2 separate regions of the Mus musculus genome follow, and region 2 is linked to region 1. The links are chromatin contacts, called in public promoter capture Hi-C maps. All regions are on one chromosome and are shown on one strand. The core of a region is the stretch at or near the end of the contact, and the rest is flanking DNA. Distances in the headings are between cores, read along the strand shown.

Region 1 (4,049 bases), core at 294-2,793:
AACTGCAAGGGGCTAGTTACCTGATGGCATTTGAGCACATGAGACCCTTAAGCAGGCCTTCACAGTGGCATAAGGAGAGGGGTGGGTTGGAAAGGGTGGCCATCAGTTCCGTGCCATTAGAACTTTGTGAGTATGGTTCACTACTTCCATAATGAGCCAATATTTGACTGGACACAGGCTGAGTGCTCAGAAAACTTTAATTGAACTGAAACCAGTTTCATATGGGACATCCAGCCGATGGAAGGGGGTGAGTGGAGCAAGTTGGAGTGATTGAATGAAATTAATAAATTGTGGACTCTCTTACTAGGGTTTCTATTGCTGTAAAAAGACTTGTGACCATGGCAACCATTTAATTGGGGCTGGCTTACAGTTTCAGAGGTTAGTCCACTATCATCATGGCAGGAAGCATGGCAGCATGCAGGAAGGCATGGTGTTGGAGAAGGAACTGAGATTTCTACATCTTGATCAACAGGCAGCAAAAGGAGACTAATCCACACTAGGCTTGACTTGAGCATAGGAGACCTCAAATCCCTCCCCAAAAGTGACACACTTTCTCCAACAAAGCCACACATACTCTCACAAGGCCACCCTTCCTAATAGTGCCACTGCCTATGAGGCAAGCATTCACACACGTGAATCTATGGGGGCCATTCCTATTGAACCCACCACATGGACTTCGGGAATTTTCTCCAGAAACTGTTCATTCGCAGGCACAGCATCTGTCTTATAGGCCAGGCCAGCCTTGAACTCAAGAGGATACATCCTCCTGTCTCAGCTTTCTGATTGCTTTGGTGCAAATGTCAGCTAATACATCAAAGAACGTTTTCATCATGTCACAGTATAAAGAAGTCCCTATAGTAACTCTATAGCTGTTTGTTTGTAACAAGATCTCACTATGTAGCCTTAGTTGGCCTAGAACTCATAGACATCCACCTGTTTCCGTTTCTTAATTTCTGTGATTTAAAGGCCTGAGCCACCACGTTAGGCACTATTATCTTTCTTTTAAGATTTACTTTATGTGCGAGAGTTTTGTCTTCATGTATGTGCACCATGTGTGTGCTCCTGGTATTGCTGAGGTTAGAAGAACTATGTTGGGTCCCCTGAATCTAGAGTTAAACCGAGGACCTCTCCCAGATCAACAAATGCTCTTAACCTCTGAGCTGTCTCTCCAGCCCGGCTATTATGTTTATTACCAAAAAGGGAAACTGCCACCGTGAAACTGGGAAACAGTCACACAAGTTTTGGGGTCACGGCACACGAGCTTTAATCACCACATTTCCTTGGGGTGAGGGAAGCACTACTCTTTCTCGAGTGTGACCTTGCTCAAGTAGCACAACAATCAACGGTCACGACAGTGCTGAAAGGGAGAACTCACTACCGGGCGCAGTAGTATGGGGAAAGTCGGTTTATCAGCTGTCAGCGTCTGGAGGCTGGGCTGCTTGCTGCGCAGGCGCAGACCCGCTGTGCTTGGTTTCTACAGTTCCTCGGCCGGTGGTTGATTTACGGCGTCGCTCTGGAGATGTCGTGCTGCGGGCGTCCTTTACGGCAGGCGTCTGCGTCCTCCCGCAGCCGGCGGTCGGGAATTGCACCAGGGACCTGACAAGGGCACTGCAGAGGTGCGGTAGGCGCTGCTGTGTCCGCACAGCCAAGAAGTTTCGTTCAGGATTAGCTCCTTGACACATTTCCTCTCTCTGTGGGTGGCCCAGGTCTGGGCGTGTCCTCCTGCCTTCCCTTCACCCCGTAACTAGGTCGTCACCCCCACCCCCGGCCCTCCGGAGCAAATCCACCGTCTGCCGGACTCCTGCCTTGGCCTCCTTCCTACCCTGACATCCCGCTCCTTTTTGTTTTTGTTTTGAGACAGGGTTTCTCTGTGTAGGCTGGAATTCACTCTGTAGACCAAGCTGGCCTTGAACTCACAGAGAAGCATCTGCCTCTGTCTTCCAAGTGTTGAGATTAAAGGCGTGCACCACATCCTGATTTTGGTCCCCAGAGCCCTCTACTTTCTTCCTGTTGTGCACTTGGCTCAGCAGCCGCTCCAGAGCCTCTGTCCGTCCTCATTGTCATAACTTCTGTTGTCTATGTTTGTGTGTGTGTGTGTGTGTGTGTGTGTGTGTGTGTGTGTGTGTGTGAGAGAGAGAGAGAGAGAGAGAGAGAGAGAGAGAGAGAGAGAGAGCGAGAGAGAGAGCGATGTAGATCCTCCTCTGGGACTTTTTCTATTCTCCCAATGGCTTCCTCCCCCGAATTCTTACTCAGGTTCCCAGTGTGGGTCTCCAGTGCTTATGATGAGCCGTTTCCCCCATTTGCCTCTGACATACACAGTAAATGACTAAAAGAATGGGAGGGAGCTTTATAAATTAAATTCACCTAAATGTCCGCGTACAGGATGGTTTTGATGTGGGTGCTGCGCTTGCTTTCCATTCTTAAGCACATTTGTCGTTTGGGATTATTTTGTTCTATGTCAACTTTACTATGTATTTTCCATATGTTCTTTTTGCTTAATGTATGTCATATTCTACTGAGCACCAGAATCTATCCACTGCTTTATAGTTGTACGTGTAAGTTGTTTGAGATTTCCTGATTTTTTTTATTTTTTTACAAAATTTTAATTTGACTTGTTCATTTATTTTTAGCAGTTAACTAGCATCTGCTCGATTTTGCTCTCAAAACAAAAGCAGTAGGAAAAACATAGAAGTAAATAGACTGTTACAGTAATGGACGAAGTACTTTTGGGGGGGGGGGTTCGAGACAGGGTTTCTCTGTGTAGCCCTGGCTGTCCTGGAACTCACTTTGTAGACCAGGCTGGCCTCGAACTCAGAGATCTGCCTGCCTCTGTCTCCCAAGTGCTGGGATTAAAGTCATGTGCCACAACTGCCCGGTGGACAAAGTACTTTTTAAAGTTTTAATTATGTGTGGATGTATGACTGTGGGCATGTGAGTGTAGCTACTCCGTGAAGCCAGACACATCATACGGCCCTGAAGCTGGAGCTGCAGCTACTTGTAAACCACCCAAAGTGGTTGCTGAGACTCCAGCTCGAGTCCTCTGCTAAAGCAGCATGCACTTTTAACCTCTAAGCCATCTCTCCAGCCTAGGACAGACTACTTCTATAAAAGGAGAGACACAAGAGAGTGTCCAAAGACACGTGTCATTTAGGTTGGGATGGAAAGAATGTATAGAACAATGTAAATAAATAGTGTGCTTATATTATTTCTCATTTTTCTTTTTTGGGGGAGAGTTGTTGTTTTGTTTTGTTTTTTGTTTTGCTTTTAGTTTGTTTATTTGAGTCAAAACAATTTTTTTCACCCTTGAAAAAAATAACCTTATACATAGAAAGAAAAAAAATTAATTTGGGTTTTTAGTCCATGAGTTTTGTGAAAGTCCCCAAATTACTCTGGGAGAGCCCATCTTAGTAAAAAAAGGCTGGTAATCCCAGCAGTTGGGAGGTGGGGCAGAAGGATGAAGAAATCAAGGCTGTTTTCACTACAGTGTGACTTAAAACTGGCCTGGGCTAGATGGGATGCTATCTGGAAAAACAAAAAGCTTGGTGAGAAGAGATTTGGGGCCTCGGGCTTGGCAGATGAAGTTCCTCGTTTCTTCTCGGAAGCGTGTCACTTGATCACACTCTTGTCTCCTGGGTGTTCTTTTACAGCCATGCCTTTCCTTGACATACAGAAAAAGCTGGGCATCAGCCTGGACCGGCACTTTATGTTCCTAAGCGCAGAACAGCCCTATAAGAACGCCGCTCGGTGCCACGCATTTGAAAAAGAGTGGATAGAGTGTGCACACGGGATCGGTGGGACCCGGGCGAAAAAGGAGTGCAAGATAGAGTTCGATGACTTCGAAGAGTGCTTGCTTCGGTACAAAACGGTAAGAGAGTAATGGTGGTGGGAGCTGAATTACTTCCCTCCCCTCTCCCTTACTCTCTCTTCTGGCCCTGGTGGGGATTGCATCCAGGACTTTGCACACTTTAGGTAAATTCTGTCACTATGCTAAATCCCTAGGCCCCTGGGCCAACTGCAGTGTGTCCAGTTGGTCTTTGGACAGTGACTGC
Region 2 (4,326 bases), core at 668-3,167, 190 kb before region 1:
CATTCTCTTACACAGCCTGAAGGCTGCACATTGGCTCTGCATTCAGTTATCTACAATTGTACTCCATCTGCCTTTCAGTGTTCTTGCCTGTCAACCTCCTGCATCCATTTCATTCCACGACCCTACCACACAGATTATTTGGGACCAAAAGTGTATCAGTGTTTATCTCCAGAGGTTGAACTATCTACTCATACATAATGAGTGTTTTGGAGATGAGATCCAAGCCTAAACATGAAATTAATTTACATTCCATATAGACCTTATTCACATAATATAAACATGATCTTGAACAAGTACATATTCCTAGGCTCCTGAATTTTGACTGACATAATTTATGCAGTCAAGTATGGAACTTTCCACATCAATACTCAGTAAGTTACAAATCTGAGAGCAATTTAGATTTCAAAATTTCAGATTAAGGATACTTATCCGTACTGTTCAAGGTCTTCCCTCTGCCACTCCATGTAAAATGTCCCATCTTTATCCTTGCTATGGTTTAAGTTAGACATTTACCACTAGCTGGCACTAGTTTTAGTGTGTGTGTGTCCCTATCTAAGCTACAAGCTCCCAAAAGCAAGAACATTTCCATGGCTGTATCCCCTTGGTGCCCAGAACACACGGCTGGAGTAAAATCATTACATGAAAGAAACATGAGGGGTTTTTTTTAACAGAATTCCAAGCCATCTGTGACACTTCTGATGCCACAAACTACAGTGGTCTCACAGAGTAGTTCCTTATACTTTTGCTCACATTGACTTCCGATGACATAAGGAAATGAGTAGTAATTCTAACTTGTCAGTTCATCCATGTAAGAGAATTAAAAGCCCTGCTTTCTTCTAAGTTCTCCCAAATTTTCCCCTAGCTTTTGTTCCCTAAAAAGCAGATACAAATTATTTCCCAGACACTTCCTATTCTCAAAAGGACCAAGTTTTCAATCCCTGCCAGCCATTCCATTCTATTCCCTTGAAAACACCAAGCAATGTTGAGTTCTTACCATGTAGAAGGCATTCAATATACTGTTAAGGCCAGTTAGCTTTATTCTATGATTCCAACCACCATACTCTCTAGCCTTACACCCAGAAAGGAAGGGATACACTTTACGCTTCCATTGTTTTAAAGTAAAGAATATAGCTGTTTTTATGTGCTCTGAAGCACTTTTCAAATTGTAATTCCACTTTAATTATGATATCTACACAAAGTAGGAATTACTATAGGCTAAAAGAGTTGAAAAGCCACAGCCCAAACTGTCTATGAATCTCCAGCTTCGGGGACTAGAGCCATTTAATAACCCACTTTCAAATCCAGTCATTTTCTTAGTTGCCTTTGTCCAAAAGAAAAATTTGTAAAATCCCGCACACTATACGGCAGGGAGCAACTGGGATCTCAAGGTCTTGCTAACGTGTCCACTGCGGCTGCTCGCGGGAAAGCAACGGAAGTTGGAGAGACTTTGCAACAGCTGCAAGAGTTTCAGTCCGGGGCAGAGAGCGACCACCGGGGCGAGGCGAAGTCCCGCGGCCGGCGTGCGCCCGACCCACGGGACCCCAAGGCCTCGCTGCTCCCGGGGCGGGCCCCACCTGGCCAAGAGCGCGCGGACGTGGGCTGCAGCCGCCCGCCTCGGCTCACCTTTCGTCAGCGTGTCCAGCACCCCCGACTTCTCCAAGTACCTCCGGAACTGCTCGCGCTTCGAGTCGGCGGCCTGAGGAGACACGGCGGGTCAGGGACCGGAGCCCGGGGCCGGAGCAGGAAGACGGCGCGCCCCGCCGCCGGCCCCAAGCCCTGCACACGCCCCAACTCCCACCCGGCGCCGCCCGCACGCCCCGAGCCACGCCGCGCCCCCCTCACTTTGTAATGGGCCATAGTGACAGCCACAGCGGCGTAGCTGGCGCCGGAGACACGGGCAGGCGGGCTCCAAGCCTCACTGCTCATGCGCGGAACGGCGCGCGCGTCTGCGCACTGGGCAGGCACGGGCCGGGGCCACCGGGGTGTGGCCTGTTTTCATGGCGACCGGGACGCTGTGTATCCCTGTCTCCTCGGAGCCTAGAGAGGCTGCGTGAGCCCGCCCTCCGCGGTTCCGGGCAGTCTCGCGTCTTCCTGTTCCGGTTGCCGCGGCGATTCGGTTGCCTAGCAAGAGGCGAGGTTTAGGTAAAGCCAGGCGAACGACCTGTGGGGCCCTGGATGGGTGTGGCCAGGAGTTAGAGGCTCCTGATGTAGTATCTCCCCACGTGTTAGTGGGCGCGCACTCCTTGTCATTTGGGTCTTTGGTGAGGAACAGACCAATGCCGTGTTTCTTGGCTCAGAAAAATACCCAGCACCAGGAAAAAGTTCAAGGTCACCCTCAGCTAAATAAAGAATCTCTTTTGGGCTTGTTCAGGGCTTGCTTGTAATCATTAAGCCCCGTGATATTTGCAGATAACTGCTGGCTGGTAGAAAACTTATCTCTACAGCAATGTTGGATTAGGGCAATGACCTCTGAAGTGGTTCTTTTCTCTGCCTTTGTCATTAGTTTCCTTTTTTTTTTTTTTATACCCCCTTAGTGGTTAACATTAAGTTCTTTTCCATATATATTATGCGTGTTTTTATGTTGAAAATAATTATAGGTAGTACTAAGTGTGTATGTCTCTCTAAGGAGATTTCTAAGTGCAGAAGAGGGCCCTTTAATGAATTTGTAGTTGTGCCTGCTACTTGGCTAGATTTTGTTTTGATCTCTCTATATAGAAGTCATTCTATTCACTAGGCGCTGGTGGCACACGAATTTAATCTCAGTGCAAGAAAAGTGGAGACCATCCTGAGTTCGAAGCCATTCTGGTCCAAGATGGTCAGGGCTACACAGAAACCCTGTCTCCAAAACAAAGAATTCATTGTAGTCTTGTTTTAATGTAAGGCCCTACCCCCACCTTATCTTTTTGAAATCCAGTGGATTTTTTTTTTTCCAGGAGTTGGGGAAGAGTATTCATGCCGTGGTGCAGTTGGAGATCGGAAGACTCATAGGACTTGCTCTCCTTCCACCGTTAGTCTCAGTAATTGCATTAAGGTTGTCAGGCTTGACAACGAGTGCCTTTACCACCAAGTCATCTTACTGCTCCCTAGCTGCAAAGTTTCTAGACTATCTAAGAAAAGCAAAACGATGGCTCTATGTTGCACAAATAATGAAAATACTGTCTTTTCTGTTGGTCTTGAGAAAAAAACATATTTGGTTATGAGAAGCCACAGAACTTAAACTCATGTTGAAAGAACTTATGAACCCAGCTTCAACCACAAACTGAATGAAAAAGTGCAAAGCAGAGTCCCCTGGTGGGTGGTGCTTGCCTTGCCTCCCTTTGTTCCTGTTGGCAATGCCCTTCCTCCCTCCCATCTCTGCTCTAAGGCATTCGAGACTCATCCAGTTTTTTTAGTTGAGCTTTTTGGGAATTTTACATGGAGTGGGGATGGGGAGGCGTTGTGTTATTGTTTTGAGGCAGGGTCTCACCATGTGTGAACTCCCAACTCCACCCCAGGAACCTGGATTTTTTTCTTCTTCTTTCTTGGGACTTCCTCCTATATTGGAGCCAATCTAACCTTTCCATAGCCCTCTCTTGGGCCCTCTCTGGAGCTCTAGCTCCTGTCCCAAGCTCTTTAAAAAAAAAAAAAAAAAAAAAAAAACCTCATCTTTGGGTAGACCAATGAGCTGGCTCGGTGGATAAAGCCTGATGTTTGTTGGATCCCTGGAGCTGTCCTATAGAGGAGAGCCAGGACCTGCAAAGTGCCTCCGGCCTCTACATGTGCTGCAGGCACACACATGCACACAACAAACAAAGTATTTTTAAATAAAATGATTAGAAAACCTTCACTACTGAGAGTAATGACATGCGCCTTTAATCCTAGCATTCGTGAGCCAGAGCAGGCAAATCTCTAAACTCAAGGCCAGCCAGAGTCACATGCTGAGATTCTGTCTCAAGTAGAACAAGCCCATCACCCTTTACCAACCATGAACGCCAAGTCTGCAGACAAGGACTCAGAGCCACTGAGTCAGTGGATGCTTTCTGGGACTGGGAGCCTCTGGCAGGTTCCTGAGTTGAGCCCATATGAGATGAGTCTCCTTTGCATTCCCTTTTTTCCTGTCCCCCATTTACTGACAGATTATAGCTTGCCTGCCCTGTGGTTTTTCTTTCAAAGTCTATTAAAATGGTCAAGCTTCGTCATTGTCAGGGTCCAGCGGGGTCAGAGTTCTCAACTGGAAGCAGGGATATCTGGAAGGCACATAATAAACAGACACAGACTACTTTTCAGGTACAAACTGACAGGCAATTTTTCAAGGCTTACTCTCTCCTCTCTCTGTCTCTCTCTCAC

The links. Promoter capture Hi-C pulls out the DNA fragments that hold promoters and counts their contacts.
Region 2: a promoter capture Hi-C map of the HPC-7 cell line shows a contact between it and region 1. The contact joins the promoter of Mycbp here to the promoter of Ndufs5 in region 1. A contact is called at or near these places in 16 of 39 promoter capture datasets (the 3T3-L1 cell line, 3T3-L1-derived adipocytes, the C10 cell line and 10 more), 7 of 484 Hi-C or Micro-C datasets (cerebellar granule neurons, embryonic stem cells, extraembryonic endoderm stem cells and 3 more), 6 of 115 datasets of contacts at active chromatin or transcription factors (the 230-238 cell line, the SCID.adh cell line, embryonic stem cells and 3 more) and 3 of 9 other capture datasets (adipose tissue, liver and pancreatic islet).

What each region holds. Positions count from the first base shown.
Region 1 is chr4:123,715,680-123,719,728 of GRCm38.p6, reverse strand. It overlaps Ndufs5 (NADH:ubiquinone oxidoreductase core subunit S5), which reads left to right and starts at 1,543. Exons shown (of 3, transcript NM_001030274.1): 1 at 1,543-1,616; 2 at 3,648-3,865. The coding sequence starts at 3,650.
Region 2 is chr4:123,902,604-123,906,929 of GRCm38.p6, reverse strand. It overlaps Mycbp (MYC binding protein), which reads right to left and starts at 1,917. Exons shown (of 5, transcript NM_019660.3): 1 at 1,843-1,917; 2 at 1,624-1,696. The coding sequence starts at 1,857. It also overlaps D130007C19Rik.